Regions from separate parts of the Sus scrofa genome. Here region 1 is linked to region 2. Evidence: chromatin contacts called from public HiChIP or PLAC-seq data. All regions are on one chromosome and are shown on one strand. The core of a region is the stretch at or near the end of the contact, and the rest is flanking DNA. Distances in the headings are between cores, read along the strand shown. Region 1 has its middle 9.6 kb from the start of SCGB1A1. Region 2 holds the start of BSCL2 (BSCL2, seipin lipid droplet biogenesis associated).

Region 1 (5,863 bases), core at 1,103-3,602, 240 kb before region 2:
AGGCATTTACCAGCATTTCTTTGCCGTGTTCACAGCGGTGCTGAGCAGTCTGAGGAAGCTAGGGGAGCAGATTTCATAATGTAACAAACACGCGTGAAGCACCTGCTCTGCACCAGAACCACACAAAGACCAAAGCACAGCAGAGTGCAGCCAAGAGGGGCCTCTGCTCTCAGGGAGCTGCCAAGCTCCATCAGGTCCCTCCAAATAAACAAGTAAACAAAGGAGTTCCCGCTGTGGCACAGTGGGCTAAGGAGCCCCCAAACACAGGGGCTCTGGTCGCTGTGGAGGCAAGGGTTCCATCCCCAGCCCGGCGCAGTGGGTTCAAGAGTCCACATGGCTGCAGTGGCTACAGTTTACATTCTATCCCTGGCCCAGGGAACCTCCATCTGCCTTGGTTGCGGCCATAAAAAAAAAAAAAAAAAAAAAAAAGATATGAAATTAAAAAACCAAATAAACAAAGAGACAGAGAGATAAAACTGTGCTAAAAGCGTAAAAGAACTACAGGGAGTGAGGAGAGCAAGAGCAGCATGCCCTGGTCAGCTCAAGAGTTCCCTGGCTTGGAGTTCCCGTCATGGCGCAGTGGTTAACGAATTCAACTAGGAACCATGAGGTTGCGGGTTCAGTCCCTGGCCTTGCTCAGTGGGTTAAGCGTCCGGCGTTGCCGTGAGCTGTGGTGTAGGTTGCAGACGCGGCTTGGATCCCGCGTTGCTGTGGCTCTGGCGTAGGCCAGGGGCTACAGCTCCAATTGGACCCCTAGCCTGGGAACCTCCATATGCCGCGGGAGCGGCCCAAAGAAATAGCAAAAAAAAAAAAAAAAGACAAGAGTTCCCTGGCTCAGGATCTGAGCAGTGACGGAAGGGATGCAAGAGGGATCAGAGGAGACAGGGGGAGGTGGACACAGCACCGCGGGCAGAAGATGAAGCAAGAAGGCAGGTCAGGCAGATGCACAGAGGAGACCGTGGGGAGGGTGCCTGGGCTTCTTCCCGCGCCCCTCCCTCCCGGAGGCCCCACAGAGCCCTGCCCTTGGACTTTGGGAGAAAATTCAGAAACTTCTAAAGAAGCTCACCTCTCGGTTTCTATCACCTGCCACCAAAAGAGCCCAGACCTCATCCCTTCGCATCTGACCATCCATCAACATCTCAAACGCCCCTTGTCCAAGAGAAGTCTGATTCCCCCTGCCTCGTCTTTTTCCAGTCTCTGCAAATTCTGTCTCTAGCCTCCCACTGCTCTGGCCCAAGGGGTGCACCCGGCCCTTTCCTCTCCAGCACTCTCACTTCCAGCCAAGCAAGGCCACCTCCCAAGCACCCCCAGGAACTGCCTCCAGGTCCACCAGGCTGCCCTGGGCCACACCACTCACGCCTCACCTGCACACCCAGAGGACCTCCTACCTGGCTCCCGTCTCACGCTCTAGCACCCCTGCAGTCCACTCTCCACACTAAGGCCAAAGTAATTTTGTAACTAATGAAAATCCCCCTGGAGTTCCCGTTGTGGCTCAGCGGGTTAAGGACCTGACATTGTCTCCATGAGGATGCAGGTTCGATCCCTGGTCTCGCTCAGGGGGTTAAGGACCCAGTGTTGCAGCAAGCTGTGGTGTATGTTACAGAGGCAGCCTGGATCCTGTGTTGCTCCGGCTGCAGCACAGGCCACAGCTGCAGCTCCAATTCAACCCCTGGCCCAGGAACTTTCACATGCGGCAGGTGCGGGTGTTAAAAAAAAAAAAACAAAAAAAATCCCCTTTCACCACCACTCCTGCTCCTGAACCAAGTAAAACCCTTCACAGCTTCCTGACACTCTTCTGGGAAACTCCATCTCTGGCTCTCATCTCCCGCCCTCCTCCTTCCCGTTGCTCACTCCCTCAGCTCAGTCCAGGACCCCCTCCCCTCTCCCCAATGGTCCAGTCTTCAATTCTTTTTTTAAAAAGCCAAGCCCCTTTCCTACCTCAGGGCCTTTGCACAGGCTACACAGCATCAGCTGCTCAAAAAGTATTGATGATTGGTGTCGAAATTCGCCCCAGAACAAAATGTGCAGACTAGAGCTCGTCCTAAAGATGCAATCCCATGTGGGTATAAATACCCCTCAACAACAAACAAACAAACAAACAAACAAACTGTCCCACAGCAATCCGTGCCTGATCGGACCACACCATCCCCAGCAACTGAAAGAAAGTGGAGGACGCGCACGGGGGAAGCGGGAATGGAAAGGGCCTCGGTGGCAGAGGGTACCGGAAAACGCGGCTGAAGAGAGAGAGAAAAACCTCTTCCGCCCGGGTTTTTCCAAGAAGCAACGTGGTCCGGCGGGGACGCGCCTTCCCCGCCCTCAGCGGCAGGTGCCGCTGCGGCCACGAGGGGGCAGTGTCGACCAAGGTTCCCGGGAGCCGACGCGCTGGCCCGGCTCGGGGCTTCCAAAGCCTGCGGCTCACTTTGCCGGACAGATGATGAAACACAGTTCCTTCCTAGGGATCTTTTATCATCTACGATTGCTTTAATTTGATTTTTGAGGGTTATTTTTTTCATCGAACTCTGAGGAAACACAGAGGCAGTCACACAAACAAAGCTGCTGCCAGCTGAACCCTGCCAGTGATGTGTCAGCACTTTGAGAATTAGTAAAAATTCCACTCCCAGACAGCTCCAGGGGCGAGTCCAGCAGAAGCTAGAACCTGAGAAGGGCCGGAAGGTAGAGAGGACCAAGGGGTGCTGGTGAGCTGACCTTTGACCTCCATCCGGCCCATCTTTAAAGTCTGAAAGCAGAAACCATAACCTAACCTTTATTGATTGCTTACTCGCTGGCAGGCATTTTTGCAATTTCTCCTTTAGTCCTCACACCACCCAGATTCCAGAGCCCAGACCCCACCCCCTGATCTGCAGAGAGTAGGATCTCAGAGGCAGGAATTTCCGGAGCCAATGGCTAAAGTGACACTGATGAGAAATGTCCCCCCACCCCCAAAACACACACACACACAGTAAAGCCATCACACCCCTTTATTGTCTGCCACATAGGAGGGCCTTTGATTGTAAAAATTCCCAGAGCAGGTTAGGGGGACTGACAATTCCAGAGGAGATTCTTGGCAGAGGGTGGGGCCCCGAGTGGGGGGCCCCCTGCCTCCCCCACCTTCCCCACCCCCTCACTGCATCCAGGTCTTCCTTAACTCACATACCTTTGCCTCCGCTGAGCCATCCATCTAGGTGAGTACTGTTGAAACAGATAAGGATCCAGGGCCATGAAAGGTTCAGAATTTTAATTACCTATTCACATCTGGGGAAATATTTACCTAGGGCAAACACAGCAGGTATCTGGGGATAAAAGGAAGTCCAATTATATGGCGGGGAGTCTCCACTTCCAAGGACCTGCACATGTCAGTGACCCAAAAAATGTGAGCTGTCAGCCCACAGGAGTGGACATTGAGTTTTAAAAGAGCAGAATGCCAGATGAACTGATCCCAGCCACAGAAAGAGCACGGGTCTGTGCGACGCAGGCCGCCGGAAAGCAGAAGGAAATTAGAGAAACAAAGCCATGGTCATTGGCTTTGTCTCTGTCTGCACGTGCTTAATTAACCATACATTATAGCACGAGTCTGCAAACGATGGCTGGCAGGCCACGCTCAGGCCACGGCTTATTTTTGAACCGACCTCCAGCTAAGAGTGATTTTTACATTTGGAGGAGGAGAGGGAGGAAGAGAAAATGTTCGTCCAGCTTTGGATCGTATGAATATATAATTATATAATCACCCCTTTTCACTATGAATATGCCAAACTCTAAGACGCAAGGAGGCAAAGCTTATGGAGATCAGCTTCCTGCTTTTGAGAAGGGTTACACACCAACCATGTAAAGAAAAAAGCTTAAAACATATCTCAATGTGGCTAAAAGATGGAAAACGAGAAATCTAGGAGCTCCCTGGTGGCCCAGCAGGTTAAGGATCTGATGCTGTCCCTGCTGTGGCACAGGTTCGATCCCTGGCCTGGGGAACTGCTGTACGCTGCAGGGTGGCCAAAAAAAAAACAAATAAAATGTTAAAAATAAAAGCAAGAAACGTATTTTTTTAGCCCTGTATTACTTTTAGCATTGTCGCTCTGAGAAGCCCAGGGGAAAGATCCCATTTCTTGATATATTGTCAGCTAAACCTTGACCCTGGGTGAAATCTGCCTTTGAAACGCACATTAGCCCCACCCCCTGCCACCAAAGGAGCATTTACTCTTTGAAGAAAGCTACAGAGGAGCGGTCATGATCAAACGTTGCCATCATGCCACAAAATCCAAGGGCTGGCACTTGCGGCGGTGCCAACGTGTCACCTAAACAGATGGCTCGGGGCGGGGGGCTGGTGAGCGCGGTCTGGTAACCTCCGCACGTGAGCCGGGGGAGGTTAGCCTGGCAGAAAAAAAAAATCTATAAATGATTCATGAGGCAGGAAGAGGAAGCAAAACCAGCCCTCATCAACTTTATCAAGCTGATGTGGATAAAATTATGCCTAATTTATGGCTGATGCAAGGGTGCTATTTGCAGGAGCCAGGGGATTTGTGGGGTGATAGCTGCACAGAATGACTTCAGATAGATGATAAAGAAAACCTTGATGGATGATGACGGGGCAGCCTGCAACGTGTAATTAGGGAACCTTCTTCCCAAGCGCTTACAGAGCACACCAGTGGGCACACGGAGACCATGCGAGGGTGAATCACGAGGCGTCAGACACCCAACATATTTCCATGAGCAAACTAAAATTATAAAATGATATAGGACATGCACAAATAAATAAATCTGAAAACTCTGGAGCCAGCAAAGCACGCACAGTGGCCAGCATCAGGATGGATAAACCAGGGGTTTAGAATTCAGTTTTGTCCCCCACCAAGTGAATGGATTCCTAGCCCATGACAAAAAGTCTAGTTAACTTCTGAAATATCTGAAGTTATGTGCCTGCAGCCTCCAAGCATCCTGGGTAACTTCAAGGCGTGTAGCTATGACCCCTGGTCTTTTTTTTTTTTTTTTTTTTTTTTTTTTTTAGGGCTGCACCTGCGGCATATGGAGGTTCCCAGGCTAGGGGTCGAATCGGAGCTGTAGCCACCGGCCTACGCCAGAGCCACAGCAACACAGGATCCGAGCCGGGTCTGCGACCTACACCACAGCTCACGGCAACGCCGGACCCTTAACCCACTGAGCAAGGCCAGGGATCGACCCTGCAACCTCATGGTTCCGCGTCAGATTTGTTTCCGCTGCAGCACGATGGGAACTCCCCAAGGCATGTGTCTAGGAAACGTCCTTTAGAATTCCCACCTATGGCCCTGGTGACAGAAGCGGATCGTCCCTCAGCCCCAGGACAGGATGGAGATATGGGTGGGAGTCTTCCTGGGAGAGGAGAGACGAGGACCAGGCCCCAGGGCACTGGGGCAGGAGGAAGACCTGAGCTCTGACCCTATGTGTCCATCTGTCTCTGAGTCCATCTTCTTCACAATTTACCTCGAATATATATATTTACGTGCTCTCTCCTCCTGTTCCCACACCAGGCTTTCAGCACCTGTGGCCTCAGGTATTGCAAATAGCCACTAACCTAGTTGCCTATGGCTGTCCTAACAAGTTACCACGAACTTAATGGCTTAAAAAGAAAACTCACAGCAGTTCCCGTCGTGGCTCAGTGGTTAACGAATCCGACTAGGAACCATGAGGTTGCGGGTTCGATCCCTGGCCTTGCTCAGTGGGTTAAGGATCCAGTGTTGCCATGAGCTGTGGTGTAGGTCACAGACGTGGTTCGGATCCCGTGTGGCTGTGGCTTTGGTGTAGGCTGGCGGCTACAGCTCTGATTAGACCCCTAGCCTGGGAACCTCCATATGCCGCGGGAGCGGCCCAAGACATGGCAAAAAAAAAAAAGGTTCTCTAG
Region 2 (5,990 bases), core at 1,371-3,870:
CCTTCGAGGGTAGGGTCAGTGTTGTGTACATCTTTGCATTCCTCACAGCACTAAGCACAACGCAATCTCCCGACCAATACACACCCACCCCCAGGAAGCCCATCTATTTCCAGAAACACCCACTGAACTCTCCCCTACCTCTTCTTTGTCCGATTCTTTGATCTGGTCTCTGCACACCTCTTTTTCCTTAGCTTCTCCTTCTTTTTGGTCTGCCATTTCTTTAGACATCTTCCTGATGGACCTCGCTGCCCCTAGATTTTCCACGCCAGTCACTTGTAGCTAGGTCATTAAGTGGTGATCTAGAAGTTGATACCTGTAGCTCATCACATTTTCCTGGAAATTGGGAATGGAGGGTCCCTGGGAGAGAAACGAAGAGTCAGGTGCTAAATGCTGTGTCAGAGTAGAGGGAGGAGGGGTGGAGTGGGGGGGGTGACTGCCCAGCTGATGTCAGATTTTCAAATGAGCAGGGTCTCCCGGCAGCCAGTACTGACTCCAATGCAGGGGCTGTCACAGGTCCAGACCACCCCATTTGAGGGGGGGAGTCTGCCTGGGACTCAGTTACTTTCAGCTCCTTTGGGGAGGGCTCTAGCCCAGACTCAGGATGCCTGCAATGGGGGAAGGGCAGGTTGTGAGACAGTAACGATGGGGGTGTGCACAGGGGCTGCAGGCAGAGCAGCTAGGCTCCCCCACTGGCCAGACGATTGGTATGCGCCAGGATCTGAGCAGCTCCTTCTAGCATCCTTCATCCTTCAGGTATTTGGGCAGTGCTTGAGCTGGAGAAACGGGGACCAGTCAGTCCTCCACCAGCCTCTGACCCTCCCCTCCCCCGTGGCCTTCTCTGTATTAGTTGCTTTGGCTGCTGCGTCAGATACTCTCAGCTGCAACTCCCTGCAAGGTGGGGCACCCATCTCAGGCAGAAGGTTTTGGTGCACCCCAGATCCCACTCCCCAGGACTGACACTGCCTGTGGCCTCAGGTGAGTAGGGAACATCCTGCTTTTCTCCCTTTGGGGCTCACGGGGGCGGGTGGGGGTTATGTGCTCTCCTCATCAGGGCGGGGCTCCTGTTTCTAGCTGGGGTTTTCCAAGCTGGCAACACACAGAGCTTGAGAGCTGTAAGCCTTGAATCATTAGTACGTTTAATGATCTGAGGCCCAGGCCATGTAGGAGTTTGGGGAGCTTCTCGTCCCACCTCTCCATTTCCTCAGCTTTGGAAGACAGGGGTGGGAAAGACCACTGGAGGTTGGGGATAAGAGGGAAGTAAAATACGGGAGCATATGACCCAGCCTCGTAAAGGCTGATGAGCGGGGGGCCTTCAGCTGAGACTGTGCAGGGCCCCCTATCATGCTCTGAGCTGTCTCTCTTTTCCAGGATGAAAGGGGAGACCCCTGTGAACAGCACTATGAGCATTGGGCAAGCCCGCAAGATGGTGGAACAGCTTAAGATTGAAGCTAGTTTGTGCAGGATAAAGGTGGGTGGGGCCCTAGATCCCAGTTGGCAGGGCTGTACTGTAGACTGCCAAACCTCAGGATGAGAGATGCTTTCTTTTCTTGAGATCAGAGGAGGAGTCCTGGGATCGGTAAGGAGAGCTGACCCCAAGCCTCCGTGGGTGACGCGGGAAGAGAAAACTGTCCTAAGGAGCCCTAGCGATGGCAAAAGAAAACCTATTTGGAGAGGGAGACTGCAGTCCAGGGTTTCTGGCTAACAATTGTCCTCCTGGCTGTGCCCCAGGTGTCCAAGGCAGCAGCAGACTTGATGACTTACTGTGATGCCCACGCCTGTGAGGATCCCCTCATCACCCCTGTGCCCACTTCGGAGAACCCTTTCAGGGAGAAGAAATTCTTCTGTGCCCTCCTCTGAGCTGCCCTGTCCCCTCCTCACAACTCTTCACCTCTCCCACTCCCTGGCCTTTTCTTACTTAGGTCAGGAATTGTCCTGAGCCCCTGAGGGTCCCCGCATCTCATCTCTAGCCCTTGCCCAACCCTGTGAAGTTATCTGAAGCACAAGACCTTCTCTCACCTATTTGCTGACCCCATTTCTTCGCCCACTCTGGCCGACCCAAAGCTCCCCGTGACTCGGGGCACCTTTAGCTCCTCCCACAGAAGGGCTGTCAGACTCTGCCGGGGTCCCGCCTGCTTCCCTCTGTGACCTGCTCAGACAATGGAGAGAGGGATGGAGTGGGTGCCTGCTGTCAGTCTCACCTGGAGCTGCTGGAAGGTAAAGCCTTTTGAAGAATAAAGTCATCCAGAGTCTCAGAGGGCAGCTTCTGTGTTAGCGTTCTTGGGGGAGAAGATCATCAGTCAATAGTTTTGGTGGTTAGAAAGGCGTGTCATAACCAGGGTCAGTCAAAGCAGGTTAGACATTGTCTAGGATCAGAGATCCTGCGACGTTAAGGGGAGGGGGAAACGGATGGCGGGCACGGCACGTGTCTTAAGTGGAAGAATTAAGTTACAACAGACACTCAGGCGATGGAGAGCGCGCGCAAACACACACACACACACACACACACACAGGCAATGAAGAAAATGAAAATGAAAACAGACCAAACGGGGTAGATTTAGGGAGGGAGCCGGAGGGGAGTCGTAGACAGAAGGAACCCAGTGAAAGGGGAGGAGCTTGGTTTCAGTCCCAGCGAAGGGGCCGGTTTTATTTCTAACATGGCCGCGCCCAGAGCAAGTCTCCTTCCAAGATGGCCGCTGCCAGGGGAACCTGCGCCAATATGGCGGCCGCACGTCACAGCGTTTCACCGTACACGGCTTCTCTGGGCCCATACTTAAAATGGCGGTCCTAGGCGCTCAGCGTGCTCAATATGGTCCCTTCCGTGTTCATCTACCTCAAAATGGCTGCCCCTGCTGTCGCCAACTGGATTCCCACTCCTGCCCACTCTGGAGGCTGGAGGCCGACGTCCACTCGATTCAGGTGAAGGCGTGCGGCGGCTATAAGCCAAGGATTAAGGGACAAGGGGACCCCAGCAAGCACGCTGGCAGTAGGCATAGGTTTCCACAGTCTGCCTAACAGACGGTCCCGTTGGAGCGGAAACGTGTGAGGACAACGCCCGGCGCCGTGTATTTCAGCGCGCTGCTTCTCGGTCGCCTCCCTAGGGGTTGGTTAAGCCCCAAATTGTTCAGTCTGGGCTTCCTGGTGGAACTGGGGCGTGCTGTTCCCCACTTCCCATTATTCAGGCCCACCCGCCAGGAGCAATGTCCCCGCCCGCGTGTGCCCGCCACCCCTCGGAGCGGCCCAGCGAGCTGCCGGGTCGGAGGTTCAGCGTCTCACGAGTGTCTGCGGGACTCAAATTTTGGACGCAAACTTAGCGGAGGTTTTGTAAGAGCCAAAATGCCTTTCTAGAAGCCTCTTCCTTCCAAGGGAAAGACAGATATGGAAGTGGGACCGGGGCCAAGGCAGAGACCGTGCGAGTCTCAGAATGTCTGCTCCTCGCGGATGGTCAGATTCCTCCCCCACCCCTCAATTCAGGGGTGCATCCTTGGGGGAGGGAGGGGAAGCCTAGGTCAGTTCGTGCTTTGTCCCGGGACACACTTGGGAGAAGGGGGCTGCCTTGCGGTGAGAGGGGGTGACCTGTATGAGAGATAGCAGGTCACCCCAGCTTCCCCACGCGTTCACGCAGGAAGACAGCAGGGGGAGGGGAACAGACAGGAAACCTAAGGAACTGAACTTAGTTTCCTAAGATGTCTCCGCAGGCCCCAGGGGTGCCCAGTGAACTTGGGGCACCTTCAGGAATAGCACCTGTCCAGGTGTTGATGCATTCTTGAGCCCTCCTAGGTTATGGGGATATATATATTTTTTATTAATGAATTTATTACATTTATAGTTGTACAATGATCATCACAATCCAATTTTACAGGATTTCCATCCCACAACCCCAGCGCATCTCCCCCCCCCCCAAACTGTCTCCTTTGGAAACCATAAGTTTTTCAGTCTGTGAGTCAGTATCTGTTCTGTAAAGAAGGGTTCTGGGGATATTTAATTAATCCCCTCATCCCTGAGAGAAGGAAACAGGGAAAGTAACCTGGCTGCCCTCCTGAAGTAGGGACTTGGCCTCCTTTTGTTCAGGAGTCTGCTTAGTTCTTTCTTGGTGCTGATGAAACAAAAGCAAGTCTGGTTTTTGGTGGTTTTTTTTTTTTTTTTTGGTCTTTTTAGGGCCACACCCACCGCACATGGAGGTTCCCAGGCTAGGGGTCCAATCGGAGCTGTAGCCGTCACAGCAAGGCAGGATCCAAGCCTCATCTGCAACCTACGCCACAGTTCATGGCAACATCAGATCCTTAACCCACTGAACGAGGCCAGGGATTGAACCTTCATCCTCATGGATGCTAGTCAGGTTCATTAATGCTAAGCCACGACGGGAACTCCAAAGCAAGTCTGTTTTTGTTTAGTTTTTTCTTTTTATGGCCACACCTGTAGCACATGGATGGAAGTTCCTGGGCCAGGGGTTGAATTGGAACTGCAGCTGCAGGCCTGTGCCACAGCCATGCCGGATCTGAGCTGCATCTGTGATATGACCTATACCACAGCTTGCGGCAATTCTGGATCTTTAACCCACTGAGCAAGGTCAGGGATGAAACCTGCATTCTCACAGACACTGTCAGGTTCTTAACTTGCTAAGACACAACGGGAACTCCAAGTCTGCTTTAATCTCTGCATCCCGTCAGTGTCTGGCATATAGCAGACATTCAAATACCTGATGATTGAAGTTCCCGTTGTGGCACAGCAGAAATGAATCCGACTAGGAACCATGAGGTTGCGGGTTTGATCCCTGGCCTCGCTCAGTGGGTTAAAAATCTGGCGTTGCCATGAGCTGTGTGTGGTGTAAGTCATAGATGCAGCTTGGATACTGTGCTGCTGTGGCTGTGGTGTAGGCTGGCAGCTGTAGCTCCAATTTGACCCCTAGCCTGGGAACCTCCATATGCCGCAGGTGCAGCCCTAAAAAGCAAAATAAATTAATAAACAAATACCTGACAAATGGATTGTTCTATACACGCTTAAATAGCAGACAGCATAAACGGCACTAAAAGAAACTTTTGCTTTTCCTACAGTATCAGTGTTGGGCAAATGCCAGAGGAGTTAAGTGAAAATTTCCACATTAGTTCAGACATGGTAAAAAGCCACAAGTGCTCAATAAATGCAGTCTTTTGTGTGTGTGTGTGGCATATAGAGTTCCTGGGCCAGGGATCAGATCTGAGCCACAGTAGTGACCTAAGCTGTGGCAACGCTAGATCCTTAACCCACTGTGCCGCGCCAGGGATCAAACCTGCATCCCAGTGCTCTCAAGATGCCATCAATCCCCCTGCACCATGGCAGCAACTCCACATGTAATCTTGACATTAGGTTATTTTTTAAGGAAAAGCAGCCTCTGGAGTTCCCACCATGGTGTAGTGGGTTAGGAATCTCACTGCGGCAGCTCAGGTTGCTGTGTTGGTGTGGGTTTGATCCCTGGCCTGGTGTGGTGGGTTGAAGGATCTGGTGTTGCCTCAGCTACATCTAGGGTCTCAGCTGTAGCTCAGATGCAGGCCCTGGTATGGGAGGTTCTACATTCTGCAGGTGCAGCCATGACATTAAAAAAACAAACAAAACAAAACAAAACAAAAAGCCTCTGCTCAATTTTTCTGCACAATTTTCATACTCATCAGATTAGAGGTGAATGGCTGAAACCTTAGTTGGGGGAAAAGGGGAGCTTAAAGTTGACTAGAGACAAGGCATGAGCTATAAATAACCATTTAAAATGATTAGCTGTAACACTGAGTAACTTTCAGTATCCTCGAGAATGGGCAGACCCTGAAAATCGAGGATAGCCTTTGGGCCCAAAGCTCTAAGTCCGTGGGGTAGGAATCTGTGTCATACACAAAGGCGGTAACAAGAGTCGTAACTAGATCTGTATCACCCCTGCTTCAGAACATTAGATGTCAGGAGCCTGTGGCACCCCGGCCTTAGTAAGCCCCTGTTTATTAGAAATTACAGTCACCATCAGTTAGGTG

The links. HiChIP or PLAC-seq counts read pairs in DNA pulled down with a chosen protein or histone mark.
Region 1: an H3K27ac HiChIP or PLAC-seq map of alveolar macrophages shows a contact between it and region 2. The contact joins the enhancer-like site here to the promoter of BSCL2 in region 2. A contact is called at or near these places in 1 of 5 promoter capture datasets (fetal liver), 12 of 47 Hi-C or Micro-C datasets (alveolar macrophages, blood, embryonic fibroblasts and 8 more) and 2 of 2 datasets of contacts at active chromatin or transcription factors (alveolar macrophages and skeletal muscle).

What each region holds. Positions count from the first base shown.
Region 1 is chr2:9,289,685-9,295,547 of Sscrofa11.1, reverse strand. No RefSeq gene overlaps it. Among named protein-coding and RNA genes, the nearest start is that of SCGB1A1, 9.6 kb to the left of the region's middle. Within about 2 kb of position 2,352, at least 37 of the 83 cell types and tissues checked have an H3K27ac peak or open chromatin away from gene starts, as enhancers often do. A contact at or near this core is called in alveolar macrophages, embryonic fibroblasts, fetal liver and 6 more, where this site is marked.
Region 2 is chr2:9,049,361-9,055,350 of Sscrofa11.1, reverse strand. It overlaps BSCL2 (BSCL2, seipin lipid droplet biogenesis associated), which reads right to left and starts at 2,620. Exons shown (of 14, transcript NM_001348785.1): 1 at 2,541-2,620; 2 at 2,199-2,276; 3 at 139-357. The coding sequence starts at 228. GNG3 (guanine nucleotide-binding protein G(I)/G(S)/G(O) subunit gamma-3) reads left to right here and starts at 281. Exons shown (of 3, transcript XM_013994205.2): 1 at 281-975; 2 at 1,369-1,468; 3 at 1,729-2,252. The coding sequence starts at 1,370. The coding sequence ends at 1,857.